Regions from separate parts of the Gossypium hirsutum genome. Here regions 2 and 3 are each linked to region 1. The links are chromatin contacts, called in public Hi-C maps. All regions are on one chromosome and are shown on one strand. The core of a region is the stretch at or near the end of the contact, and the rest is flanking DNA. Distances in the headings are between cores, read along the strand shown. Region 1 holds the start of LOC107923952 (actin-related protein 2/3 complex subunit 5A). Region 2 overlaps LOC107921881 (2-oxoglutarate-dependent dioxygenase 21, chloroplastic). Region 3 has its middle 8.0 kb from the start of LOC107891590.

Evidence for each region. A called contact is a pair of places that touch in the nucleus more often than the background predicts.
Region 2: a contact with region 1 is called in a Hi-C map of leaf, with 2.5 times the contacts expected there. The contact joins the enhancer-like site here to the promoter of LOC107923952 in region 1. A contact is called at or near these places in 2 of 34 Hi-C or Micro-C datasets (both in leaf).
Region 3: a Hi-C map of leaf shows a contact between it and region 1, with 2.0 times the contacts expected there. The contact joins the enhancer-like site here to the promoter of LOC107923952 in region 1. A contact is called at or near these places in 2 of 34 Hi-C or Micro-C datasets (callus and leaf).

The regions. Positions count from the first base shown.
Region 1 is chrA12:77,415,833-77,420,748 of Gossypium_hirsutum_v2.1, forward strand. It overlaps LOC107923952 (actin-related protein 2/3 complex subunit 5A), which reads right to left and starts at 1,431. Exons shown (of 4, transcript XM_016854175.2): 1 at 1,196-1,431; 2 at 1,045-1,117; 3 at 838-938; 4 at 1-126. The coding sequence starts at 1,296.
Region 2 is chrA12:77,689,751-77,694,358 of Gossypium_hirsutum_v2.1, forward strand. LOC107921881 (2-oxoglutarate-dependent dioxygenase 21, chloroplastic) reads right to left here. Exons shown (of 3, transcript XM_041084165.1): 3 at 3,424-4,608. The coding sequence ends at 4,486. Among protein-coding and RNA genes, the nearest start is that of LOC107921881, 3.9 kb to the right of the region's middle. Within about 2 kb of position 3,146, at least 3 of the 9 cell types and tissues checked have an H3K27ac peak or open chromatin away from gene starts, as enhancers often do. A contact at or near this core is called in leaf, where this site is marked.
Region 3 is chrA12:76,939,139-76,943,546 of Gossypium_hirsutum_v2.1, forward strand. No RefSeq gene overlaps it. Among protein-coding and RNA genes, the nearest start is that of LOC107891590, 8.0 kb to the right of the region's middle. Within about 2 kb of position 2,898, at least 2 of the 9 cell types and tissues checked have an H3K27ac peak or open chromatin away from gene starts, as enhancers often do. A contact at or near this core is called in leaf, where this site is marked.

The DNA of each region.
Region 1 (4,916 bases), core at 181-2,680:
TTCACAGTATCTGCAAGGGAACGAAGTATGCAGCCCAAACCAGCTCTCTCCGTCAGCTTCTCATGGATCCTAAGGCACTGATCACATGTGGGGCGATCTCCGGTTGACAATCCTCTATACAAATACCTGGAAATAACACAATAATCCTTGCTTATTATTATTTTGCAGTATCAAATACACAAATACTGAGCATGTGTACTTGTCAAGAAAGCAATTGTTTACTTTTACCAGAGCTATAACATTTCACTAGGCAATGTTCAGTAGCGGAACTCAAAGACCTAGTAAAGATAAAGTTTTGTAAGTGTCATCAGCTGAATGAACTTCTAGACCTTTACCAATATTCAATATTGAATATGATTAGTTCTGCAGAATTCAAATCTGATTTTCTTTTTCAACCTCAGGTTCCTACCATTCTAGCCAATATAAGATATCCTGTCACCAATACTCTGAGTTCGCAACAAAGACCAAACTCCTACAGAAAGAAGACTTTAAACCCAATAAACTGTTATATCTGTAATAAACCAAGTCCAAGTAACATTGTTCCCTACCAAACTCCTTATCAGAACAATTACAGTAAAAATGTTAAAAACCATAGCACCAGCACCAACTATGAAAATTCAGCTCTAAAGGGTATGAAATTGGACTCATATTATCAGCAATAAGAATGACAATAACATAAAGCTACAAACATGGAATATAAAATAATCTATTAGGAAGAGATCATAATACTAATATGCATAATTGAGAATAAAACTAGCTCGCCCTAATTTAAATTTTCTAATTTTGAGATACAATACAATCAAAACAAGGAATACCCAAAAAAAAAAAAAACCTCACTTCATAAGGATATCATAGTACTCAGGATCCAAAGAAGAGAACATTCCTTCGACATCTTTTATAGCCATTAGCGCTCTATGCACAACTATCCAATTCGCTGACTGCAAATCCCCAAATCCAAAATTAAAAAGAAAAGAAGAAGAAGAAATGCTTAATGTTTTATATAATTGAATAAAAAGAAATTGAACATTTTTTGGGGTCCAAAACCTTGCATCGCTCGTCACGTATCATATGAGAAGATCCCTCGAGCGCAGTTTTAAGAGCTTCAACGGGCTTATTCCTGAGATAGGAAGAAATTAATTTCAATTAATTAAGGGTTTTTTTCAAAAGAGATTTTAAATGGATTAAAAATACTTACTGTTTAAGTAAGCTCTCGATCTTCCTGGATTTGTGCTCGATTCTTGTTATTATGGCTTCCGCATTATCAGCTTCCACGAATTTCTCAGCTGCTGCCATCATCGCTAATTCACTAACTCCTCGGATCCAAAATCAGAGTTCCAGTAAGAAAGCCTTTTTGTCCTCCTAAACAGCGTCGTTTTAAACTTTCTACACGAAAGTAAATGGTTAAACTACACAGTTAGTCCACCAACTATTACTAATTTTTTTTAGTCATCTAATTATAAAAAGTTATAAAATCATCACCAAACTATTCGATTTTTTTTTTCACTTGCTTGTGGGAAGATGATGTGTCTAGGAGTGAGCGTTCGATCGAATCAAATGGAATAGAGTGAAAATTTTTGAGTTAATCTAACTGATGAATCCTATTTTATCATCTTAACTTGATTTGAAATTTTCTCAAATCGAGTTGAGTGAGATGGAATTCAAATTGAATATATTTTTCGAGTTAAATTTAAAAAATAACTTTGGATCCTTGTAGCCACTTTCACCCATCATAATTAAATTTGCTCACTGGAATTAAATTTGTTATTAACTTCCATCTCCTTATAATTTATTTATTAATCTTTAATGTACATAATAGCTTATTTGCTTGCTTAGTTGCTTCAATTATCTTCTAATTCTTCTCACATTGTATTTTGAAATTAAAAATATATATTAAAGGTAAAAAATGATTTTTTTAATAAAAGTTATTTTAAAGATAAAATGACAAATTGATACTTATAGAAAATTTTAACACCTATATTTTATGTCATAATCAATAATTTAATTTTAACGAAAATTGATAAAAATTCAACATTATTAAACAGTTTAATAATATAAATAATATAAAGTGTGGAATTTATTCAATAATATAAATAGTAGACATAAGTTCAAAAAAAATTTTGAGGTTTGGGAGAGGTAAAAGTTTTAGGAGAAAGCAAAAAAGAAAAAAAAATTGAGGGTTTGGAGAAGTAAAAGTTTTGAGAAAAAAATAAAAGAAAAATATTTTTAAGGGTTTGGGGAATAAAAGTTTCGGGGAAAATAAATGGAAAAATGTTTTTGGGAGTTTGCGAGGAAGTAATTTTTTTTTAGGAAAGTAAAAGTGTTTGGGGGGGGGGGTTGGATGAAGAGGAGAAGAATGATTTAATATTTGACTTATTCGAATTATTTGAGTTATTTGAATTCAAAAATTTAACTTAATTATAACTCAAAATTTGAAAAAGAAAGAGTTAATTAAAAATTTAATTTTTTTCGAGTTAAATTAAATTTTACTTACCCTAAATATGGTAGCTTTTAAAATTGACATAATAATAACCTTAACATTTATATATTATATTAATTTAGTTTTGATTCTAAAAAGTTTAACCTCAATCAAATTAAACTTGATTGATAACTCAAACTATTCAATCTCAAGCTTGACTAAATAATCATCAAATTGAATTCAAATATTGTTTAAATGAAATTCAAATAATTTATGAGTACCTTTGTTTTATTAACCTCTATTTAGACAGTTTATTTTGATATTTATTATGAAAAAAATAATTTAACAATGTTTTATTGTTTTTATTGAATTGGATTGGAATTGATACTAAATTAAATAGATTATATTATTTATAGGAAATTCAATCTAGTAAAATTTATAAATTTAAAAAATTTCAACTATAAATAATAAAAACAATCATATCTTAATTTTATAAATAAAAATTATAATAATATAACCAAAATTCAGAAATATTAAAAAAAAAACCACTTCATCCATTTACATGTTTTTTTAAATATATAAACATGAATTTTTAATCTCAAAATTGTTTCAAAAATCAAACATCCTTTATATCACCTTATTGTTAATTAACCAAAACTAATAGTAGAATTACTACAAACAAATCCAACTTAACACGCAAAGTATCACATACAATGGCTACTTTAGACACCGTTTAAGCACTATAAGCATCGTCTTTGCCGTTGTTCCAAAAAGCGCAAATACACACACAAAATCCTATGGTGAGGAGAACAAGGAAGACGATATTGACGGTCGCCTTTTTCCTTAACGACTGCTTCAAATTATCTGCCACAGCCGCCTTGCATGATTTGCAATTAAAACATAAACACTTTGGGATCGTTTTCCCATGTTTTGCAATCGGGATTGTCGAAAACTCCGCTCTCCTTCGTCCAGTTCGTCAGACCTCTATATGTAAACACGCACTCGTCCGGCAGTTTACAGCACCCGGACTGCAATGAATCATTTAATCACGAATTATATTTGAACAAAGCATGATTGTTTTGAAATTTATAATATGTTGGAACAAATTTCATGCAAGAGACGAATCAAAAAATGAAAATTTTGTAATTTATTACCTTAAAAAATGATGGAAATATGGGTGTGTGCGTTTAGGATTATTTAGAGGTCATCATGGCCGAGGGAAAGCAAAATTTGTTATCTCTTTTTCAGGTTGAAGCTCATTTTAAAAAAAAAAACTTAAAATTTTGTCTAAATTTCTCTCGATAAAATTGTTAGAATTTGAACTCGACTTGATTCGGTCATATTTAAATTTTGTATATTATTTTTTATATAAAAATAAAATAAATATAATATATCAAATACACTAAAAATATTAAAATAAATGTTTTCTAACAATTTAAAAATAAATTTTTAAAAAAATTATACTTAAATAACACTAAGATAGGTACAACTTAGCAAGCAAATGTATCTAAAATAATAAATAATAATAATAATAAACAAAAATTGTAGAATATCCAAATAATAACAACAATATAATAATAAAATAATGACAAAATGACAATAAAACAATTGCAGAACAGCAACAGTTTTTTTTTAACAAATTCGGGACAAGCCGAGTCTAGGTAAAAAAACTTACTTGAGGCCCGACCCATTTAGAAAATAGACTTTTTTTTGTCAAAATCCATTTTCCGAACTTATATTTTTGCTCAAACCTTCCCACTTTTTTGATAATTCTATTCTATAAAAAATATATATGAGAATATAAGTTAATATGTAATAAAATGATCAAACTATAAATTAATAAATAATAAAATTTAATTTTGACTCCACTAAAAAAAATTTAAATTTACTCTTGTGTAAGGTTGACTTAAATTCAAAATAAATCTAACAGAAAATCATATATGATAATTATTGTATACGATAAGGTTTTAATTTAGATACGATCTCGAAATGAAATGACCTTTTACCCATTTGACCTTTGACTTCTTTATGAATGCAACCAAAACACGTCTCAAATTTTTAAATAATACTTTATAATATACTATTTTTACAAAATTAAATAAACATATTATAAAAGTAATAGATTATAATAAAATATAAAAAAGTATTTTTAAAATCGATTATTTTGAAGGGAAATTAACGAAAATATATGTTATAAAATTATAAAATTATAGTTATAAAACAGGGGGTTTTAATAAATAGGAAAATATGAAACAGTGACGCCACGTCATCTGTATCCCTTTCCAATAGTTTTATGCCACATCAGTTTCAGGATAAGAATACTGATGTGGCATAAAACTATTGGAAAGGGATACAGATGACGTGGCGTCACTGTTTCATACAATCCTTCCTCCTAATAAATATATAGAGATAAATGTTACAAATTACATTTAAATTCGATTTTAATTTCTGATAAAAAAAAACATTGATTCGGTTCATCCAAAATCCAGTTTTAAAAAAA
Region 2 (4,608 bases), core at 1,896-4,395, 280 kb after region 1:
ATGGCAAGCCAACCGGATATGTTCTAATTCTTGCTATACATGTTTTTTTTTCTAGTGCTATTCATATCTTGGTACATGTGATATAAAGGCAATAGAAGTAGGTACTGTATATGGGTTGAGCCATTCAGTCCGGCGTAAAGACTTGCTTAAAAAGTAGGAAGGTCTAAATAAAAATATAGATTCAAAAAATGGGCTTGGGCAAAAAATAAGGCTCGTTTAGAAAACGGGTCAGGCCTCACGTAAATTTTTGGCTAAAACATTATTGTTTTGCTATTGTTTTCCCACTGTTTTGCTGTCATTTCATTATTATATTGCCACTATTTTGTTGTTATTATTTAAATATTGTATAACTATTGTTGTATTGTTAATTTTACTACTATCTTAGAGGCATTTGCTTGTTAAGCTGCACCTATCTTAGTGTTATTTTAATATTTTTAATATTTTTTTATGTATTATATATATTTTTTAAAAATTATATAAAAATAAAAAATTTAATACTGTCGAGCTCGAGTTTAACATCTATAATACAGACTAGACCTGAGCTTATAAATTTGTTAGAGGTCTAGGTTCGAGTGGCGCGGTTTTATTTGGGTGAGGCCTTGGACCAAATTGTTGATTTTAGGGCATGAATTTTGGGGTTCTTAAAACATCCCAGGCAGGGTCAAGTTGGTTGTGTGGGGAGTATATTTCAAGCTTGCAATATGAATTTGATGACATAAACATCATGTGTAGAAACGTGAGGGTTGGTTAAGGTTTAGCAGCATGATGATGTAACATTATGATGATTAATCAAATATTTAAAGTTGGAACATGAATGAGAATTCCTCCCACTATCACCTTTTTATGGACTAACGTCAGCCATTAAGACGCCTTAAAGAACAAGTGGGACATAAAACCAGGGGTGGGCAGACACATGGACCATGTGCTCTTCCTTTAATCTTCATCACTTTTCCTTCTCCCAGCTAGCCATGTGATTTCCTTTGATTACCGTGTTACCGAAATCTCTGTTTTTCTTTTCCCAACCTTGTGGTTTTGATCACACACTGCAACTTGACAGCTTCATATTACTGTCGAAAACATCCAACATCTTTGTCGTTTCAAAGCTGTCCGATACTAGACATTTTAGATTCATTACGTTGAATTGGTGACATGGAAACACAACAATATTAGCATTGACTAATAAACAAGCTGGCATTTCTTCCTCTTCACATACTATATGTATAAATACTCGTTCATTATGCACTTTTACCAGAAGTGAAACCCTCTATCAACTTAAAAGGGCTGTCTGAATTTGGGATGAATGTGGGATTTCTTTCGTTGCATGTTTCCCTTTTAAGGTTTTGTTTTTCACTTTTTTGTGCTTTGTCTGAATTGCACTGGATCTCTTGCATGGATGAACTAATAAATGATCATGATCGGGACATGGTTTCAAGCATGCTTAAATACGTAGTATCCTCTAATCTAAATGGGTAGGAATCGTGTAAAAAAGTTTTTTTCCTTTTAGTTTCAATCATTGCAATTTATTGCTTTATTTTCTGAGACAAATTTATTTGCTGCTAATTTCCCTGTGTCACTCAGGCCAGCTCTATAGAACATGATTCATCATCTTCTATGCTAACTGGACTTGAGAAACCAGGTAACCAAAAACCTTTATCTCCTCCTTATTTTTTTACAGTGGAAGCAACTAAAAGACTGTGAAGGGCGTTCTCTGGTTAAACTAATCCATTTTTATTACAAGGTTTAAAGAATTTGAAGGTTGCTAACGAGGAATGAATCATTTTTTAAGAGTTTTTTCAATCAATGATGCTAAATTATGCTTTAATGTAATAATCCCATTTTATTTTATCTTTTTACTAAAAATAATTCTATTGAAGGGAGCTGTTCTTGAATCACGAAGGTGTTATCTTCTTCTCGGGTCTTGTTTTGTGCCCATAGTATATCTGGTTATATCAGATTTTGTCTCCCAACTTCATAAAGAGACTTAATAAATTCTCGAAATTTGTCGTGGTATCTAATTCACCCAAAATGTTTTAATATTTTAACTTTGGTAAGATTGAAACTCAAACCCTTATACAATATTCGTAAATAAAAATACTACCACTTGACTAGAAGGTAAATCCTGATTGATGAGTTCAACCCCGCAGGCACTATACTATCACTTCTACCATCAACTTACAAGTGAAATTTATGAGCAAGTCATGATGCTGCTGAAGTTAGCATATGATGTGCCAAGTTGGGTTGGTTAATGTTAATGTAAAAAATATTGATCTAATTAAGGTTTTAGTGCCTTTATTATATAAAAATTTTGTATTTAATCCTTTTGATTTAATTAGACCTAACCTAGTACATCTACAGGTCAAAATTGATAACATTTGGTTTTAAAGTAATGAAATGAATTTTTACTATGAGAAATCAACCAAAAAAATCATGTCATTATCTTAATAATGGTTGTTAACAGCGTTATTAATTTGCATATACTAATAACGCTATGAAAAAGGGTCAATGCCATTAATTTTTTGTCCCTCAATTAGGATAACAACAAAATGGTGCTTTGAGTGTAACTTAATTTATGTAAATTTGTATATATTTTTCTTTATCAGCCTGAAATGTAATGTCTCTATAAAATATTTTGGATTTTGGAGTAATTTTATTTGATTAATTGAAAATTGACTGAATTAATCGAAATTATTTTGGTTTTTTTTTTGTTTGGCTAATTCAATTAACAAAATTTCAATTCATTTAAATAAATCAAAATTTCTAATTCATCACTATATAAATAATTTTACATTTTATTGATGAATAAAGTGAGACAACTTTGCAAACTATACTTTAAAAAAAAAAGGGAATAAGTTAATAATTTTTATTATTGGCATTGGCCCCCTCGTTTGAAAAAAGGATGTAGATGCAAAATTGTAAAAGTTGGGAGCCACGGAAGCAAATTTCAGAAAGGAAGCTGACGGAAATGACACGTAAATGTTACGTCATGTTAATTGTAAGCCAGTTTTTCATAATTACGAGAAATTTATCTGGAAAAAAAAATCAAATATTGATCTCCTCATTTTCCTCAACGTGGATCATGCCACATCATCATTCGACACGTGGCGCTTTATTTATGAGCGAAATTCTGTGCTGGGCCCCACACCAAATCTAAACCAGCTATTTTCGATGACTAACGTGTTTACACACGTACTCAAGTACTTGACCGATAACACGTCTCATCGTGTTATGAAATCCATGGAACGTAAAATAATAATATCAATTTAAAAAAAAACGTATGAGCTTAGAAAACAGCTGTTAAAAAAAATGTTATTTTTCCTCCGACTGTACGGACTAAGGAGGAAACGGAGTAAACAGAGAGCTTCGCCGGAATCATAAGGGGGAAAATGGGGGTGATTTTGAGCGCGTTTGATGTATGAGTAAGTGATTTGAATTTTAGACCTCAATTTTTTTTTTGAGTGATTCAACATGTTTTGTAAGTGATTCAGATTAATTTGTTAAGTTGTGGTAAAATTTGGATTAACATGAGAAAAATCCAATCTCCCTAGTGTTTGTTTTAGGCTCGTTTGTGCTTCACATTATGCGATTATATCCTTAATTAGGAGTTTGTGGAAAAGGAATAGTGGAGATGGATTCAGAAAGTAATTAAGTAAACGAGCTGATTGGATTCCAATCAATGGAGAAAAAAAAAACTGAATATGATGAAAATTGGAGATAGAAATATTAGGGTTTTTTTTTTTTTAAATTTTGGGACTAAGATAAGAGTGGCAATTGAACTTCAATTTTAGATTAGGATAGATTATTGAACAATGATTGCTAAAAATGCTGTGAAATAAATCCAAGTGTAAATGAGATGATTTGATATGCTAAGCACTAAAATTATTAATTACATTTATATCTGGACAGCGTTGTTAGAATGCCTTGGGCTTTTGCTTGGTGAAAAAAGGATAGAGAAGGGTAAGAACAGAAAAAGTGTTTAATCCGATGAAAGAAGTTATGGGATCTAACCATTAGATTCAAAGTTTTTGCATCCATACTCAGTTTCTATCCTTCCTACCAAGCAAAGCTTTGAAGGTTGCAATTGAGTCGTGTTATTACTTACCAAGTGTTTAGAATTCAGGAGGCAACACAAATACCGAAAAAGAACTGAATCATTCTTACCTTTCTACTATTGTGCTTGGAATGGAAGAGCCTATTCGAGTACTTTATATAAAATATTTGTTTGTTGATTGGCTCGTGTGTGACTGCTGACTCCAATATTGATGCAAAAACCTGGATAATTTATTGCTTTGACATAAAGATTTCTGCCACTCAAGTTGAGGGAGGTGGGGACACAAACACTTTGCTAGTTTATTCTTAATGGTATTATGTTCTCCTAACCATATGCATAAATACCCGATAACATATTTGATTAAAGCTAAAAGCATTTGTAGGCGTTTTGCCTTTTAAAAAGTCTAATGTATGAGCACAAACTCTGTTGCTTTTCCTTCATACAGACTTCTTAATTGAATCAATGAATCTTTTGTCTGCAATGTCGTTGCTTGAGATGTAATCAAGAAAATCTCTGAAACTGAACTCGTTGTAGGAGACAGGATGTTGCTCATCCACAAG
Region 3 (4,408 bases), core at 1,648-4,147, 480 kb before region 1:
GAATTTGCGAACCATTCAAATAATTTTTTCCTCCGATCTCCAACACTAATCGTCAGATCAACTTGGATCTAAGTCGATTGGAGTTCACTAGCGAAACCTTCAAAAAAAAACTTAACAACCCAAACTCAATAACTTAAATAAAAACTTTTGAATAGTTCAATGAATTAAATGAAAACTTTCGAATAATTTAATGATCAAATTATACATTTTTTAATTAAGTGAACAAAACAAAAACTTACTCATAATTTAGTGACTAAGGGTATAATTTACCTTTTTTTTTAAATTGCACCCTTATAAATTTTAAGTTAGATCGAAACAAGTTCAAGTTATTTAGCCAAATTTGATATAAGAAATCCTATCATTTTTCATACAAAATTATGCAAACTATTAACTAGATTTACTTGAGATTCAATTACAGTTTATAAATACAAACACAATATAATCATAGTACAATCACAAATTCATATTCAATCAACAATAAAAATAAAATAAAATTAGAGATAATAAAATTCAAACCGTCCAATGAATTTAAACCGTTCTACTTCAAATGGAGTGGATTTTAAAAAAAAAAAGTGGATGCAGATAGATTTTTTCTTTTGGATAGTTGGTTTGAAGTGGTTATGGTAATTACATACCTCGTTCCATCCTACTCCACTATATAAAATTATCATTTTATCCTTATTTTATGTTTAAAAAGGTAAATTAAATTGAAATGGATCGAGGTGGGATAGGCAAGAATGGATACATCCAATGTCCATAAAATTAATAATGGTTTCAAGATATTATATTGATAGTAGAACGGAATTGGTGGTAGAGCAGAGCGTGTCAGCTATGGAGTGAATATGGATTTAATAATATCCACTCTCACCCCATTCTATTATTTCTCTAAATCAAATCAGTATATATTAAAAATCAAAATAACCTATACTAAAACAATTAGATTGATGAAAGTAGAACACACATAAAAACAGTAGAATGACAATTACCACGTTCTTTGTTATCTCTATGAAAGATAATGTGAAATTTCTTCATTTGCAGTTTGAACCGACACTTATACTTAACCACCCCATTATTGAACCAAACAATTGAGATAGGCCCAACTCCCATCAAAATTCAGGCTCCAAATCACAGCCGGGCCACACAATTTGCAAATCAATCCCCATTCTTTCATGTGATCCACAATTTTTGCTGATATCATATCTTGATTTTTCTTTTGAACGAGATGTCATATCTTGATTCAAAATTATTGCACCTATTACACTAACTATGCAATCAAAGTACAAACACATAGATACCTTAAATGAGTAAAATCAAACTATTATAGCACAGTTAGATATAAACATGTTAAAACATGTAGAATTAAATTATCACAGTACAAATAAATAAAGATTAAAAAATTTTAGATGAAATCAACTAACTGGACTAAAACCCACAAATGACATCAGCATGTTGTGAGACTTTAAAACCCATACAGTCTTTTAAATTGTTGATTTTGCCGCAAAATAGAAAATGGGAAAAAGTTGCTTGTTAGATATTATTACTATCCTTATACAATATAAATTAATTAAATATAATAGTAATTGTTATTATCTAAATAATAACACTTGTTATAGTATATGAATGCTTTACTTTTCAATATCATATTTAATATGAACATTTTAATTTCAATCATAATAATGTCAAACACTTGAAATTAACAAAATTACATTTTTTAAAAGCATTTCGAAACCACAAAACAACAATGTTGATCAATTGGCACTTCGTACTTGAGTTTAGCATTTTTTTTATAATATGATACTTTTATTTATTTATTTTGCAAAAGCTATACATTTTGGTATCTAAAAGTAACAGTGTTAACTTTCTAATATTTAATTCTAGTTTTAAGGTTACTTTAATGAAAGTTAATCTCTAATTAAACAAAGCCTTCAAACTATATTTAACAAATTAAGTAAATTCGCAATTGATACTAAATTTATTTTATTAACAAAACCATCAAAATCCAGACCTAATAATATCAGCAATTAATCAAATCAACTTTAAAATTTAAATTAAACAAAAAAAAATTAATTTTATTACTTTTAAATACAAAAATATATAACTTTTGTTAAATATAAATATCACATTAGAAATAGGCTGTTTGTTTCGTCTTCCAGAAGGAAAATTTGTGGGGTTTTGAGCTTACTATATTTTGGGTGATTTTGCACAACAAAATATAGCATCTCATCAACCTTAGTCCAAATGGGGGCATCACATGTTCACAATAAATGGGGCATCAATGCCAAGTTGAATATTTATCTAACCCCAAAGAGATAAACATGTACCATGATCCCATAAAAAAATTAATGTCCGACAATAAAATTAATAACTTTCTATTAAATTTAAATATATGGCATTCTAATATTCAAAGTTATGTGTTAAAAAGTTTTAAATTGATAATATCATTAATGATCTTTTGTTAATTTAAGCATGTGTCATTCTAATATTCAAATGTTTAATGTTAAAATTTTAATTGATAACAAATGTTTGAATTTAACATAAATTTTTTTAAATCACATAATTCCAAAAAGGTGTATTGTAATTACCAAAGAGCTGAGGTCAGTGCTTGTGTAACACCAAAAAATTGACATTTATCAATAGGCTACGTTGAATGTGATCTTCCAATGACGAGATTCCTTTTGGATAATTTAAGGAACAAAAGCCAATATGCTAAAATCCAAATTCAATAAAGCCATTTTGATGATGACCAACTCTACAAAAAAAAAAAAGCCATTAATGCTAAAACAAAAATGGTCCACCGGCATTTGCTGAGAATTATAACAAAGCTTTCAATTGGCTCACGGTATTAGATCCAACACTTACAAGCCCAAGTTTGCAATTTGACCTATTGGGGAATGTGACTGGCAAGACTTGAACTTTGGCATTTGGGCGCCGACTAAGAACTTTAACCACTTGCTCCATCGGGTGGTCTTGAATTGTTGCATCAAACAAATGCAACCCCACCCCATTAACTTGGCTGAAATGCTTTGATTTTCTGCCTTGCCAATTTTCCATCAATTAGCCTAAGGAAGATCCATGAAGTTGGGACCAAATTAGAATTAGAAACCAAATATGCGCATAAGATTAAGAAAGTTAAACAACTTATATTCTCCAAATAGGAGAAAATGATCAGTGGATACTTGATGTTCTTTTGCTTTCAAAGTTCAAGGTTCTAAAATTTCATTGAAAAGCATTTGATTCCCATGCCATCTATTTCCCCTTTTTCTTTTTTCCCTTCACTTTGTTCTACTTTTCAATGGATTTATATGGCAAAGGCCTAAGGGAATCGGAGTCACTCAAAAAAGGATATATAATCTTTCTATTTCAAGGCCTACCGACCCTTCAATTTCAATAATAAAACCCATATGGTTTCTCAATTTTAGTCTGGCCCAAGGCTAAACAACATTTATCAAACAAAAAGGGTTTAGTTGCATCAGACATCTTAAATTAGTCTCCAAACTTCAAAACGTTCCAATTAAACTTTTGAAGTATCAATATTATATCAATCAGGTCATTTCCTTAATCGTCAACTTGGGTATTAAACGTTAGCTCAAACCTAACATGGAGCATATTTAAAATATATTGATCAAATTTTTAACACGTTTGTACCTATAGAGGATTCTTTTGTTAAAGTAAGGAGACTTCACACAGATACGGTGGAGAGAAAGATTTGAGCAGAATCAAAAAACAAATAGTTGTGGTGATGAAAGCAATAGGCAACTAAAGAAAAGTAATAGTTACTATAGTTGTTGTGATTGTTTAGAGAAAATTATAGAGAATTTAGAGTACGCTTAAGTTTGCCAAAATATCAAAAAATCCCAAATGAAATGTTCAAGCCTCTATTTTTAAGCCCTAGAAGGAAGTTATTAACGAATGGTTACAGAAAAAAGTAAGAGTTAACATGCTAAAGTACTAGATAATGGGATTGAAAGAAATCAGTGAATGTATTTCTAAGAAAGAGGGCAATTAAAAATATCAGGCGAAAGTTACACTCACGTATCATTTTTGGTAAGTAAAATGTTACTTGTATGATCAAATACAAGTGTACTCTCTATTTACCAAAAGGGAAAGCACTTGTATTTCATGAAAAGGTTAAGAAGTATACTCCTTAAAAATGTCCGCATTTTGAACCTCCAAGATATCTCAAAAATGGAGCAACCTAAGAACCTTCTTTCCCATGTTAGTTCTACAACCTTTGCTTAGTTGTATGTCTTCCTCCACTTTTAATTAAGTAATATGAAGTATGAAACTACCAGGGAGCTTTTCACATTGTGGAGTGAGAGCGTTGTTAACAGGGAGACACCTTGCAAGGAATTATACTTCCTAGGCCTACTGCCAATAGTGGTGGAGCCAACAAGAGACCTAGGGGTGG